Regions from separate parts of the Sus scrofa genome. Here region 1 is linked to region 2. A link is a contact called in public HiChIP or PLAC-seq data. All regions are on one chromosome and are shown on one strand. The core of a region is the stretch at or near the end of the contact, and the rest is flanking DNA. Distances in the headings are between cores, read along the strand shown.

Region 1 (6,896 bases), core at 3,147-5,646, 93 kb before region 2:
AGCCACCTGGAAAAGGCTGGAAAATCTGCCCACGTAAAAACACTGGGGAGGTTGTTTATCAAACCCCGTTATAAGCAAAATAAAGGGCCAACGATACGTGTCTGTTATAAAAAGGATTGATTACTCGATGCATAAAAGGTCCTTAAGTGTCAGCGAGAGAGAAGGACAGTCCGGATGAGGCGCGCGCTGGGGCTGGCGCCCTGCTGAGGTCACGTGGTCACGCGACCACGCGGTCCCCAGTGAGCCACGTCTCAGGACTGCCCACGCCTCAGAGCCCCTCGCCCTCCAATGCCCGGCTCTGCCGCCCCTAAAGCCACGCATCTTTCAAGCTCAAAGGACGCCTCCTCTACGCAGCCCCCAAGATGTCCGGCCCCGGTGCTGCTGCCCAAGCCCCCCGGACCTGAACTGGTTCTGCTGGGCGCCTGGTGTCGGACCTGAGGGTGTTCGAAGCGGCCAAGGGTCTCTGACAGAGGAGGAGACAGGAGCTGCAGGGCTGAGCCCAGCCCCCGGTGTCCTGCCTCTGTCCCTCTGCGTCCAGACAGAGGGGCCGTCTGCTTTCTTCGGAGCAGGCTGAGCCCAGGGTGATGCCTGGGCCCCTGGCCTCCGTCCCCAGGGACCTGCTGAGGGCATGGGGATAGCGGTTTTCTTAGCTTCCCTTTTCCTCCTCGTTTCGTAAATCTGGCTTTATTTTGGAATCAGAAAATGCTCTAGGCGGCCTGACAGACCTCCGAGGGGCCGGGTTCACCCTGGCGTGGCCTGAGCTCAGGAGTCGGGACAATAGGTGGGCCTTCTGGGGGACCCAAGGGCCCCTTTATAGCTCAGCTCCAGGAGCGAGGCCAAGGCCTCAGCCCACCTGCTCTCCAGAGCTGCACTGAGCAGCCAGCCAGCACGGGGCAGACACCTGCTGAGCCCGCCACCAGCCGACACGCGCTGGTAGGCAGGGCAGACCAAAAACAGGCTGGGGAGAGAGAAGCCGAGTAACTCCAGAGGTCGGGAAAGGCCTCGCTGAGGGGGCTGCCACTGGACTTGAGACCTGTGGAGGAGAGAACGGGGGGGCAGGGTTCGTGGAAGTGGAAACACCAGGATAAAGGCTGGAACGTCGCTCCATTCCAAGTGTTCGGGGTTGGGGGGGAGGCGGGTAGGCTGGGCCAGAGGGTCCCAGGGTGAGGTGGCGGCCGTCAGGCTGGGGGAGCACCGGAGTCTCCTGTTGCTCACCTGCCAGTGGCCGTAAAAATCCACAAAGACGGCATTGGAGGAAAGGCCTCCCACCTCCTGCCTTGCCACATGCCAGACCCTCTGCCCACAGCCCTTTCTTCCTCCTGCTCCCTCAAACTCCTATGCATCCTTCAATACCCAATTCCATGCCTCTGCTCCTATCCCTCCAAATCTCTCCCTTGAGGCTGGGGCCTGGGTCTGACTGCCCTGAGCATGGGGCCAGGGTCTGGGAGGAGGCTGAGGGCAACAGGAACCAGGCCTCAGAAGGCCCCTCATGATTTTGCCCCTGTGACCTGAGAGCGCCCTCGAGGGCCTGCACTGCAAGATGGCAGGCGGGGCGTCAGGCTATCCCAAGACCACTCCGGCCTCAACCTGCCTTGGGCCCGGCCCTGTCACTTCCCCCTCTGGTCCCTGCTCACCTTGCTACAGGGAGCGGGGTCTCCCACCTTCTCTCATGGGAACTGCTCACAGCAGGGGACCCCTGCAGGACGGGGGCATGGCTGTCGTCAGCGTCCCCTCAGAGCTGGGCCAGGTGAGTAGGCTGACCCCATCCCTGCAGGCTGTGTGCCCCCCGCCCCAAGGTGGCACATGCCAGGAGGTCCTCCTTGGGGACCCAGAGATGGGCCCCAAGGCAGCGTGAACTCAACACTCATGGGAAAACGCGGACACCCCCTTTTCTCGGCAAAGTGGACACGGCTCCCTCTGCGGTGCGTGGAGGCAGGGAGGCCCTGGCCACAGCCTCTGCTGGGTCTTGACCTCTGAGGGGCTTTTCAACAACGGCCTGCTCATCACTGTCTCACACGTTTTCAAATCCTATTTTCACAAGAAGCTCATGTCTCTGTTTCCTCTTGTACGCGGGTTTTCTCCTGCATTTGAAAGCATTACCCTGAGCAAGTGGGTGTCAGAAAGCGTCTACAGGCAGCCAGGTGGAGACGGGGGGCCTCGCCTGCAGGTGGGGGTAACCCGCCGCCTCTTCGCTCTTTGCCTGTTCGTTTGACCCACAAGCAGCTCCCTCGAGCACCAAGTGCGGTGTGAACGGGGGGTGCCGGCCCCTTGGTGTTCGCATCAGGTAGGATGACAGACAGACCCTTCGGGAGCAAATGAACAAAAGAGGAGGGATCCAGCTGTAGCAGGTGCTGCCCGGCCTGGGGAAGTGCGGGCCGGCTGGCGGAGAGCCGGGCGCCAGGGCCCCCGCACAGGCTCCAGGCAGAGGGCCCGCGGCAGGAAGGGGTGGCCAAGAGGTGAGATGACCTCTGGGTGGGAGGCAGCTTGGCACCCACCCACAGCGTCTCAGGTCAAACCCAAAGTCACAGGGAGTCCCTCCCGGGGCCCAGGCCGCCAACGCGAACCCGAGGATTTTTCTAGAACGCATGAAGAGTGACAGCAGCACCCTTGCCTCAGCAGATGCAATTCTCAGCATCATCTCGTCCTGGGTGAGGTACAGGTCCTCCTCGGCCTGATGGCCCGAGGAGACGGACGCTCGGGATGGGAGGACGAAGCTGGAGGGTGACTGACCTTCTGACCCACTGCAGCCTCACACGCTCTTCCAACTCCAGCCGCTGGAGCCGTGCACCCACATGGACACTGTGGCACCAGCTATGCCAGTTCATGCTACGGGTCCTTTGCACAGTGGCAGCAGGCCAGGGCTCAGAGCGGGTGAGCACCCTGCCGGGGGCCACAGAGCCAGTCCTGCACAGAGCTGGGAGCGGAATCAACTGAATCCAGCTGCAGGGCCATCGGAACAGAGACCTAGGACTTGACCACATGTCTGGCCCTGAGATCTCCAGGAGAAACCACAATCTCTCCAAGAGGCTCAGGGCCCCTCCTACAGGAAGCCTTCCCTGGCTGCCTCCCCCTCGTGTTGCCTGGTGCTGTGGGGAAGTAGGGGCTGCTGAGAGCCCACGACTGGTGGGGCAGGGGCCCGGTGCTACGTGGCCTTGAGCACTGGCCCTCCCTAGGCCTGTGTCCAGGAAGAGGAAGTAGACTGGGGGCGGGGCGGGGGGGGGGGGCTCCTGGTGCAGAAGGAGTGAGCAGCGGGTCTCTGCCCCAAGAGCAGGAGGGATGGCCACGGAGACCCCCAGGGGAAGCCTTCGTACGCCTGAAGCTTTTATTTAGCACCACCTGTGTGCACCTCTCAACGACCCTATAGGACACTCCCCACGAGGAAGAAACAGGTGAGAGAGAGAGAATCCAGTGCCGGTCAGTGCCTGGGGCTGTCCCTCCTCAAGCTGGCATCCTGAAGAGGTCACGTGCACCTAGTGGCCAGCATGGGTGATGAGGCTGGCCCCACCTTCATCTCCATGCCAGCCAGCAGGGGGGCGTGGGGGCGTGGCCTCCTCCTGCGCAGGGTCCAGCTGCTGCCTACTCTCACGGCCCTGCCTCCACCTCCAAGGCACGTGTTCATAAGATTAACCTTTGCCTCCGGCCCCACATCTGTAAAAGGGGCCCAGTTCTACTGCCTGCCTAGGGCAGCTGCTAGTCTAGGCCAAGGGCCCAGGTCAGGGTCCAGCAAGGGCGCTGGTGTGTGCACACGTCCGGCACAGGCGCACAGTCTGGGGAGTGGGTGCACGTCATTCTAGGAGCACAGGCTGTGCGCAGACCTGGCTCCACTTGTTTCCCCAGAAACGGATCCTGAGTCAAGGATCTGGGAGCAGGTGGCTTATTTTGGAGGTGATGCCAGAGGGACGGCAGTCCGAGCGGGCGCCTAGGATGCTCACCCGGTTATCCTCCTGGGAGCAAAGGAGCCTCCAGAGTGGCGGGCAGTGCTGAAGGTGGGCGCCGCAGCAGGTGGAGGCGGGTTCACCAAGGACAGCGGGCGGGCACGGGACATGTTCACCCCACAGCTGTGTGGCCAGACCCGGTGTGCTGACGCAGAGACCAGGCGCAAGGGATGAAGCGGACAGCCCGCTGCTCACACACAGAGGGCGCGTGCCTGGGGGCAGCACATGCTGGCTGTGCACCCCGTCCTCCGAGGGAACACACACAAAGCGACAGAGACGGTGTCCTCAAGCAAACACCACGCCGAGACTGCACACCCTGGGCTGAGTCTCCGCCTGTCTGCTCTTGCACACGCATATGCCTACGCTAGAGCCTTGTGTGTGCACACGTGTGTACAAGGCACAGCACAAGCACACATGCATGTTCAGGCCATATGCGTGTGCATGCACCCAGGTCTCTCGCCCAACCCCGGCAGTGGCCACGGCGGAGATGGTCTGGTCACCTTGGTAACAGGGCAGGATCTGGCTAAGCTGGGACAGCCTCAGTTCAAAAGCAAGAAAAGAAAAAAAGAAAATCAAACCGCAGAGTACAAAGAGGAGATGGAGCTCTATGGCTGGAGGGGGGAGCTCAGTCCCAGGCTCCACGCACAGCTCCCCCCAGCCCAGCCTGCCGGCCCCCAACCCAGGCGAGGGCTGCTGGAGCCAGGACCCAGGTCCGAGGACCCAGAGGGCTGACAGTCCCTGACAGTCTCTGATGTGGGATCTGATGTGTCTCGGATGTGGGATCCCATCAGAGTCCCGGGGTCGGGGGGGCCCATCTGGGAGGGCAGCAAGTAGGGACCAGGTGGGCCCCCGGCAGATCCACCAAGCCCCAGAAGAGGGCGCCCTAGACACCAGGCACTTAGCGGACCAGGGGCACAGAAGTCACCCTGTCTGGACAATTAAGGCACAAATTGCACGTTGCCTCATGGCCAGTGCATTAGCCCAGATCGTGTGATGACTTATTCAGGAGCTCCTGCTCCTTCTCATCCCCGCGGCCAGCTCAGCAGCCTTGCTGCCTCTGCCAGGTGGGGAGGGAGGGCCCGGTCACAGACGCTTCCCTACCCTCGCTCACAGACACTGCGGGCTATTTATGCTTCATCAGACCCAGCGCATGGGGACAGAACCATGGCACTCGCTCCCGGCAGCCAGGAGCCGAACTCCCCCCCCCCCGCACGCCAGGGTCTGGGAGGTGGATGCTGCCACCAGGCGCCCTTGCTCCAGAGCCTGTGGCAGGACCTCTGCTCACATGCACAGGCTGTGCCATGCCTGCCTCATCGTGTCCAGAGAAAGCCCTAGAAGGAAGAGTCTGCTATTATCCACATCCAACAGACGAGGAAAAAGGCTCAGAGAACTACGGTGACTTACCCGAGGCCACACAGCCTGCCAGACGCAGAAGTGGGGGCTAAAGCCAGCAAGTGGCTCCAAAGCCAGGGCCTTTACTGCACAGCATTTGACCTCCCTTGTAGGGTGCCCTCTGAGGTGGGCGTTGTTACGACCCCTGCTTTACAGAAGAGGAAACTGAGGCTCAGAGAGGTAACATGACTTGCCGAGGTCACACAGCCACGAATGGAAGCCAGGCCATGACCTTGCCTGATCCTGTGCCCCAATCCACGGCCTGGCTGATGCCCCCATGCATCCGGGAGCAGCCCCGGGGGGTTAGAATGGCTCAGGGCACCCTGTCCCCCCTGCTACCTGAAGTTAAGCCAGGTGGGGGGCCTTGACCTGGGGAGGTGACCCTGGCTCTCTGCCCGGCCCCCATCCAGACACCAAGTGGAGGGCTGGCTGGCCTGGCTCAGCCGTCAGCACGGGGACGGTGTGAAGTCCCCCTGGCGCTGACCTCCAGCCATCACCCTCACAGAGAAGGGGCCCTCACCTGCCAATCCCAGGGGCATGCCACAACCCCTGGCTTCTCCTGAGATCCCGGGAACTCAGCTGGCTAGAGCTCTGGCTGCCTCTTGGGGCCTCAGTGTCCTCAGCGGTCAAATGGGCACCGACAGGCCTTCGGAGGGGGGCGAGGTGGGCCTTTAAGACTTGGTGCCTCACACAGGGTCTTCGCACAGTCATTGCCCGGCAAGTGGCCACAGCAGGTGGCATTCACATTGTCCGCAAAGCACAAAGCTGCCCACCTGCTTAAACGCAAGCTAAACGGACGTGGCGGTGCGCTGGTTCCGAGTTCAAGTTCCAACTCTCTGGTGTGTGTCTCTCACCCCTGCAGCCCCCTCTCCGAGCCCCCGCGTCCCTGCCTGTCGGCTAAGGATGCCTTGCCTTCTCCCCTGGGCTGCCCAGGTGTGTGCGAGACCCGGCTCCAGCCTCGGCACGTGAGAGCCAAACAGCCCCTCACCCCACCCTGACCCCAAGGCCAGGGCAGTGGGCACCCCTAAGAGACACCCCAAGCCCGTGCCTGCCTGCCAGGAGCCAGAGAGGGCGGTGCCAGGGCCACATGGCACGGCACCCCCCACGCTCTCCCCGCCTCAGCTGCAGCCAGAACAGCACCCCCTCCCCCAGACAGTCCACAGCCCCCGCCGGCGCACCGACTTCGTTCAAATCAGATATGGCAAGAACTTGGGCAGGTGGCTTCACCTCCCTGGGCCTCAGGTCCCCGTCTAACACGGGGAAGACGTGACTCTTGCGGGGACAGATGAGTTCACGCAGAGCCTGGCACCATGCCTGGCAGACAGCAGTGTTACCGTCACCACATTACCAGCGGCATCTCTGTGCCAGGCACTGCGGAGAGGACCCATCCGTTCCAGCCCTGGCCACACTGTGTGCTCGTGGTCTGTTTTCAGGCCTGCCGGCCCCAGGAGTCCCCAAACATTTCCAGGCACCTCTTTTCTGTGGCCCCAGCAGGGCCCAGAAGGAGCTTCTGGAAAGAAAATGAGCCACCGTTTTCTGACGGCTCACATCTGGCACCATGCTCCCTGC
Region 2 (6,960 bases), core at 4,270-6,769:
CTGCCCCGTGGACAGTGTGGACGCCGCCCGGGGATTCTGCAGGACAGTGAACGTAAACACACCGCACACACATTAGAGCTTGATTTAAAACAGTAATAAAGAAATGATGGAGTTCCCTTCATGGCGCAGTGGTTAACGAATCCGACTAGGAACCATGAGGTTGCGGGTTCAATCCCGGGCCTCGCTCAGTGGGTTGAGGATCCGGCGTGGCCGTGAGCTGTGGTGTAGGTTGCAGACACGGCTCGGATCTGGTGTTGCTGGGGCTCTGGCGTAGACCCATGGCTACGGCTCCAAGGAGACCCCTGGCTTGGGAACCTCCATATGCCGCGGGAGTGGCCCTAGAAAAGGCAAAAAGAAACAAAAAATCACTTTATTCTTTAAAACGGAGAGGTATGCTCTCTATGTCCTTCTGGAGTCGGTGACACACGTGCAGTTAACAGATGAAAAGGGAACGGCAGCCCCTGGCTGGGGGGCAGGGTATCAGCCCAGCAGGCGCAGAGCCGCCCAGGGCCAGAAAGAGGGCCGGTTGGACACGGCCTCCCCAGAGAGGCCAGGCCAGCCCTGGAGAGGGGTCCCCAGCGCGGGGGGAGGTGACAGGGACCCATTCCCATGACTGGGGAGGAGGGGGAGCCCTTCAGGGTGAGGCTGGTGGTCCTCCCAGGCTTCTCCCCTTTACAGCCTCCGCCTGAGGCTTTGGGGGGTTCCACCGCCGCTGCTGGGGAACCAGCTAGAGAAGCAGCTGGGCGAGCAGGCCCCACTCACGTGGGCACCTCCAAGAGGCCCAGCCAAGGGGAGGCACGGGTGGTCCCGGGGGGCCTGGGCCCCAGCCTTGGGGGCTGCCTTATCACCCGCCCGGCCAGGATGAGGCTCTCTGGGTGGCCATCTTCCTCTGGGACCCAACAGTGACCTCCTGGGACACTGACAACGCTCCCCTGGCCGCCAAGGCCCTGCATCCCGCTGTCCACGACACAGCTGGCCTCGGAGCTGGACGCGTCCCGAGTCAGGGCATTCCTTGCCCACCCCTGGATCCCACACCTGGCACTGACAAAGGTCCGCCCTCCGAGGGGCTGGCCTAGGCAGCTCCCACCCTCCTCCCGGTCCCACACCCCCCCACACTGTGGGGGGAGGCAGACTTGCAGAGAGTGGCAGCCACGCAGTCCCCTCTGTCCCCCCAGGCCCTCCCCAGGAAGGCCCAAGAGGTAACGGGAGCTCCCAGCTCCAGCCCGGGGACCCGTGGGCAAAGAGCTGCTGTGCTGGGGCTGGCATCACAGGCCTCGCAGCCGGAGTCCTCGGGTCACAGCGGCAAGTCCGTCACGTCCACTCTCAGAGGTCCCAGCCCTGCTCGTTCCTCCGCCAGCGAACGAACGACCGCTATGAACGTAACAGCAAGAAAATAACCGCAGGTGACAGTCCTCCGACAAGCACGACCTGCCACCTTTACTGCCCCTGCGAGGGACGAGCACCTGCTCCCACTTGGCAGAAGGGAGGCTGAGGTCACAGAGGGCGCGTGAGGAAGGTGGGAAGCTGGGAAGAAGGTCAGAATGGGAACAGGCCGACACCCCGGAGCCCGGGCTCTGCCCCCGCTTCCTGTCACGGAGCCTCTGCACAGGCCGAGCGAGGGCCGCCTTGCCGCCCCGGCACCTGACACCGGGCACCTCAGGGCCGCCCGCGAGGTCCCCACACAGTGTCCCCATTCCCATCCCACAGGTGAAGAAGCCGAGGCCTCGCACAGGAGCGCTGGGCAGCGCCAGGGCCCAAAAGCACTTCCGGCGGGCAGTAGGCACACCAGATGCCTCCGTCCAACATCAGGGCAAAAGGGGCTGAGCCGGGACCTGGCTGCAGTCACTCTGCACCCCTGATGCTGGGAGCTCAGGTGACCCCACACCACCTCTGTGCCTTGGCCTCTTGGAGCCCTGGGCAGCACCTCTGAGCCGAGGGGCCCCTGGGCCAAGGGCTGTCAGCAGCCGCCGCCCCGTTCCTGCCTCTGCTCCGACAGCAAGAGGAAGCAGGGCCTTTGCCCAACAGAGGAAGTTCCGGCGGGGAGGGGGGGGGGGGGCAGGGGCACAGGGCCAGGAGGGCCCACGCAGGGGTCCCAGCTTGGTCTGAGGTTCCGGGGGGGGGGCCACCTCCCAGGCCAGCTCAGGGCCAGATGCTGACCGGTGAGGCAGGGTCCCACCGCCCCTCCACCCACTGGTGGCCCGGCACTGCCGCTGTGAGCAGCAGCCAGCCGGCTGGCATGCCGGGCGGGTGAGTCAGTGCCCAGTGCCCGCTGACTCACCCGCCGGAAGCCTCCTGCTGCCCGGCCCTCTCCCCACACAAGCGACGGAGAACTTTGCTCCCTTCAGGCCCGGCCACACGCTGGCTGATAGACAGTTTCCTGTGCGTCACTCCAGGGGCGGGGGAAGTCCCCAAGGTGCCACCCTCCCATCTTTCCGACAGCCGGGATGGGGATGGGATGGGGGGGGGGGCAGCTGCACGGCAGGAAGGGCCAGGACACGGTGCTCCTGCAGCCTCCGTGTCCCCACCAGCAGCCACATGAAATCACTAGCAAGTGCCCGGGGGTGGTACGGTGCAGAGGGCCCCCCAAGGACAACGTGGCCAGAGGCAGCAGACCCAGGCTGTGCCAACCCAAAATGCCCCTGCCCTGACCCCGATCTAAGGTGGCATGTGGGCGAGGAGGCCCCGGGAAAACTGCAGGGCTGTGGGGCCTGGGGACTCGTCCTCTCCCAGGAAGCTCCCCAGGCCTGTGGCACAGAGGGCAGGGCAGGAAGCTCAGCGGTGACGCTCTCCAGGGTCAAGTGCTGACCACACCCTGCCTGGTCCAAATTCCTTGAGAAGGTGACAAGGAGGACAACACTGTGGCCTGTGCCCAGGGTGGGGAGGGCTCCGTCCAGCCACTCCTCCTGGCTGACCTCAGTTTTGTCACCTGTCAAATGGGTCAGACTGCAGGGAGCATGAAACATGCCAACTGTACAGAGCTGTGCACGCGGGAAGCATCTCATCTGCTCCGTCCACCCTCCAGGTCAGGCGTGGGCTGGAGGAGATGCCTCTGGACAGAGGTGTGATTGGGGGGGGGTCCCCCACCAGCTCAGCCCAAGCATCCGGCACAGAAATGGCACGCCCCCAGAGGAGCACTGCAGAGACACACTAGGTCCACTGCCAAAGCTGTGTGACCTCGGGCAAGGCACTGAGAGCCTCTGAGCCTCAGCTTCCCTGACGGCGAAGAGCACTGTGGACAACTGATGGCGCAGCACCTGGCTCATGGGAACGCGGGTGTGTGGGAGCTCTCGGGGCCTGGGTGAGCGGCACGGTGGCTTCCCCACTACATTTCGCCCCGGACCCCAAAGAGGCTGACGAGGTCCCTGGGCCTTGGGGAGGCCCGACCCTCCATCCAACCCACCCAACAGCATCTGTTACCTGGACTCCCACACTAAAATCCAGCCTGGTCCCCTCTCTGCAGAGGCTCAGAGAGGGCGGCACCTCAGCTCAGGTCACACAGCACGCGCGTCTGCCAAAAGTGCTTTATCCCTTCACACACACGAGCCCTCTCCCTCCGTAACTATGCAACCTGCAATTTTTACTTCGACGAGGGTTTCCCCACCTGGAAGGACCGTCACAAACAAACACGGCTTCCATCGTCTTCTCTCTGCCCCTGAAAGACACTGTGGCCCAGAGTGATGCGTGGACCTGCCCCGGATCTCACAGCCCTGGCCAGGCCAGGCCTCGACCTGGAGCTGGGGAAGAGAAGTGCCCGATTTCCCAGTTCCTGAGCTCCACGAGGTCTGCACAGGGCACATCCCTCCCCAGCCATCTCCCCCTCGAGTGCCTCCTGGGTTACTCACAGCGGTTGGGCAATGGTCAGGGATCCGGCCTCCCACTTAGGTAAGACGTAATTACCCTGCCCACCCGGCCGGCTGGGCTCCGGCCCACAGCCACCGCAGCCGCCAGGAGCAGGGGCAGGCAAGGACCCACACCCTCGCCAGGACCCCACAAGCCCTCCAGCTGCCTGCCCCCCACACACACACACCCAGAAAAAGAGAAGCAGGGACAACCCCTGATGCGGGCCGCTGAGCTCCAGCTGTTGCCTTTCTCCCCCTCACTCTGCAGCTACAATCCAAACAGAGGCAAAGCCTTGATCCCACATGGCTGAGGCCTTTCCAGCTAGAAAAACTGTGACCACGCGAGCCCTTCGCCTCATCACCCACACTGGCCTAAAACTCTTCAGGGTTCACCGTCTCATGCCCAGAGTCCACAGTCCACGGAAGCAGGTGTGATAAGGACACCGGGGCCCAGAGACGCTCCTGCCGCTGGGATGAGGCAGCAGGCTGGGGGGGCAGCCCATTCATCAGGGCTGTGTCCGGTTTGGAAACGTCTCACGCAGCCCAGCCCGCCAAGACTCCGACAGGCCAAAACATCCTTGCCTCTCCCTGCCAAAAAAATCCCCCTTTTGCCCTCCAAGTCTCGTCCTCCCCCTCTGCATGACAAATCCGGCCGCCGCAGCCGCCACCTCACAAAAATTTCCAGGAAGGCCGGCTACTTGGAGAAGACAAGAGCAAGCCCATTGCACAGCCAGCACCCGGCCTGGCAGTGGCCCAGGACCCACAGGCAGCGGGACAGACCTGGGACCAATCAACCCTGGAGACATGCGCAGGAGAGGGTGAGCTCCCTGGTGCAGAGGAGGCTGCAACTCGGGACAAGGCGAGCCCATGAGAGGGGGCTGTGCAGCAGAGCCAGGTGGGAGGCTCAGGGAGGTTCCCAGGGAGACAGGGCTGCAGGGCGGGATGCAGGCAGGCCAGGGAGCGCACAATGTGGAGCCTAGGAGGATGGAGCGCGGTGGGGGTTGGGGGGGAGACGGGGAGTTCTGAGCTGGAGCCTAGCCAGGGCACCCACACGGGAGATCCCCAGCAGGGGGCACCGCTGGGGCCCAGACGTGGAGCCAGTTAAATCCCAGCCTGGATGCAACCCCGGTATCCAGAAGTGGAAGCGGGCTGGGCGCGGGCTCAGAGTGACTCCCACCTCGGTCCAGCTGAGGGACCCGGATTGGGAGAGTTCCTGTCCAGGGTGCAGTTAAGGCCCAAACCGGGAGGTCAGATGGACGTTCCTGACCCGGAGCGGGGTGATCAGGACCAGACCCCCGCCTGAGTTTGGGCCTGGGTGCAGCCCCAAAGCCTAAAATGGGACCCAGTCGAGGTCCCAGGATGGGCGCGGGACCGAAGAGCGAGAGGTTCGAGGCCGGGCCAGAGGACCGCGCAAGACTCGCGTCTGCAGTCCAGGCGCTCCTACCTTTGGGCGGGGGCACGCCGGCGGGAGGACTCGCGGCGGGCGACTCCATGGTGCAGGCGGGTCGGGGCGGCAGCGGGATTAGTCCAGGGGGCGACGGGCTGGGCCCGAGCGGAACGCGCTCATGGCTGCGGGCGGGCGGCCCGGGCGGCGGCCAGGGCGGCGGCGAGGACGCGACCGCGGCAGGCGGCGGCGGGGCCAGACTGGGCAGCGCGACTGGGGCCCCGGCCGGACGGCGCCGACGCAAGCCCCGCCCCGCACCCCCATTGGTCCTCCGGTCTCCGGGGCCCGGCCCCTGCCTATCAAACGCGGGCCCGGGGCTGCCCGTCAAGCTCAAGCCTCGCCCTCCGTTGGCCGGGGATGTGGCTCCTCCCACCGCCTGTCAAGCCCGCCTGCCACCTGGAAACCAGTCAGGCTCCGCACCCCCGCCGACCAGGCGCAAGCCCCGCCCACCCGGACTCGAGCCCCGCAGTGTGCGCAGCGACCGGGTGTCCCCGGCGGCCTGGCGGAGGCCCTGGGGAGCAGGAAGGCGGGTGCCGCCGGTGGGCTCGAAGTGCGCCCCGGGGGTGAAGCTGGGGTCAGATCCCGATTCGACTACTTCATAGCGGGGCTGACCTGGGCAAGTCAGGCCACCCGAGCCTGTTTTCGCGTCCCCGCCTCCCGGCGCTGCTGGTGGGAAGAGACCCTGGCTTCCACCGACACGCAAGAGGTGTTTGTTGACTGAATGCCCGGCGTGCGCATGTTTATTCCGTATTCAGCAACGGCTGGGGACACAAAGGCCGGCTTGGTGGTACCTGGGGAGAAGTCAGCAAACGTCGGTAGCTCTGAGGGCTGTGTCCCCTGCCCCCGCCCGGTTCTACACGTGCGGAAACAGCCTTAGCGAGTAAGACGGCATCTCAAAGCATTTCAGCCAAGGTCTAGTCCTGGCTCTCTCCCACGCCCTTGATTCCGTCCCTCCTCCTCTCGAGGCCTCAGTCTGCTCATCTGTATAATGTCCAGTCGGGCCGGTGCCCTTTCTGCTCCCACGTGGGAGCTTGGGATTTCAGGAGCCACTGACCAAGCTGGCAAACTGGGACCAGGACTTGGATAGCCGGCCTGGCAAAGGTCACAGGGTCAGCCCCTGGCTTCAGGCAGGTATGAGCGTGTGACCTGCCAGGCATCTCACGTGAGGGAAGCAGATTCCACCACCTGCTAGAAAGGCGTGGAGCCTTCCTGCTTTTAAGACAGAGGTGACCCTCGGGGCCCACCCACACAGTCAGATGAGATAAGGGGAGGCCTACTAATTATCATTATTTCCTCCTGTGTCTCTGGCTCATCTTTCCCGGCAGTGGGCAGAAAGGCATGAGCTATGGACTCCTCAGGCTACGGGTTCAAATGCCAACACTGCTGCTTACAGCCCTGTCCCATGGGGACAACGAGGCCTCTCTGAAATTAGTCCATGACCGCCACCTTGGAAGTGCCTGGCTTCAGGCCTGGAACTCACTAGGTGCCCAAGAGATGTTTGTAAACACACTGTGGACACCTCCTACAGGAAGCGCTCACCACTCCTGGGTGTCTGGAGCTGCCCAGAGCACTCTGTCCCAAATGGGTCATGTGGCCTCAGGACCTGCTGCTTATCCATCTGGGAAACAGGCACTGGCAGCAGCTACCTTCTTCCTGGGACTGCAGGCCTGCTCCTGC

Evidence for each region. HiChIP or PLAC-seq counts read pairs in DNA pulled down with a chosen protein or histone mark.
Region 1: an H3K27ac HiChIP or PLAC-seq map of skeletal muscle shows a contact between it and region 2. The contact joins the enhancer-like site here to the promoter of MAP2K3 in region 2. A contact is called at or near these places in 1 of 5 promoter capture datasets (liver), 5 of 47 Hi-C or Micro-C datasets (embryonic fibroblasts, mesenteric adipose tissue, retroperitoneal adipose tissue and 2 more) and 2 of 2 datasets of contacts at active chromatin or transcription factors (alveolar macrophages and skeletal muscle).

Annotation. Positions count from the first base shown.
Region 1 is chr12:61,486,396-61,493,291 of Sscrofa11.1, reverse strand. All of the region lies in intron 1 of KCNJ12 (ATP-sensitive inward rectifier potassium channel 12), which reads right to left. Among named protein-coding and RNA genes, the nearest start is that of KCNJ12, 52 kb to the right of the region's middle. Within about 2 kb of position 4,396, at least 3 of the 83 cell types and tissues checked have an H3K27ac peak or open chromatin away from gene starts, as enhancers often do. A contact at or near this core is called in skeletal muscle, where this site is marked.
Region 2 is chr12:61,394,896-61,401,855 of Sscrofa11.1, reverse strand. It overlaps MAP2K3 (dual specificity mitogen-activated protein kinase kinase 3), which reads right to left and starts at 5,519. Exons shown (of 12, transcript XM_021068056.1): 1 at 5,284-5,519. The coding sequence starts at 5,332.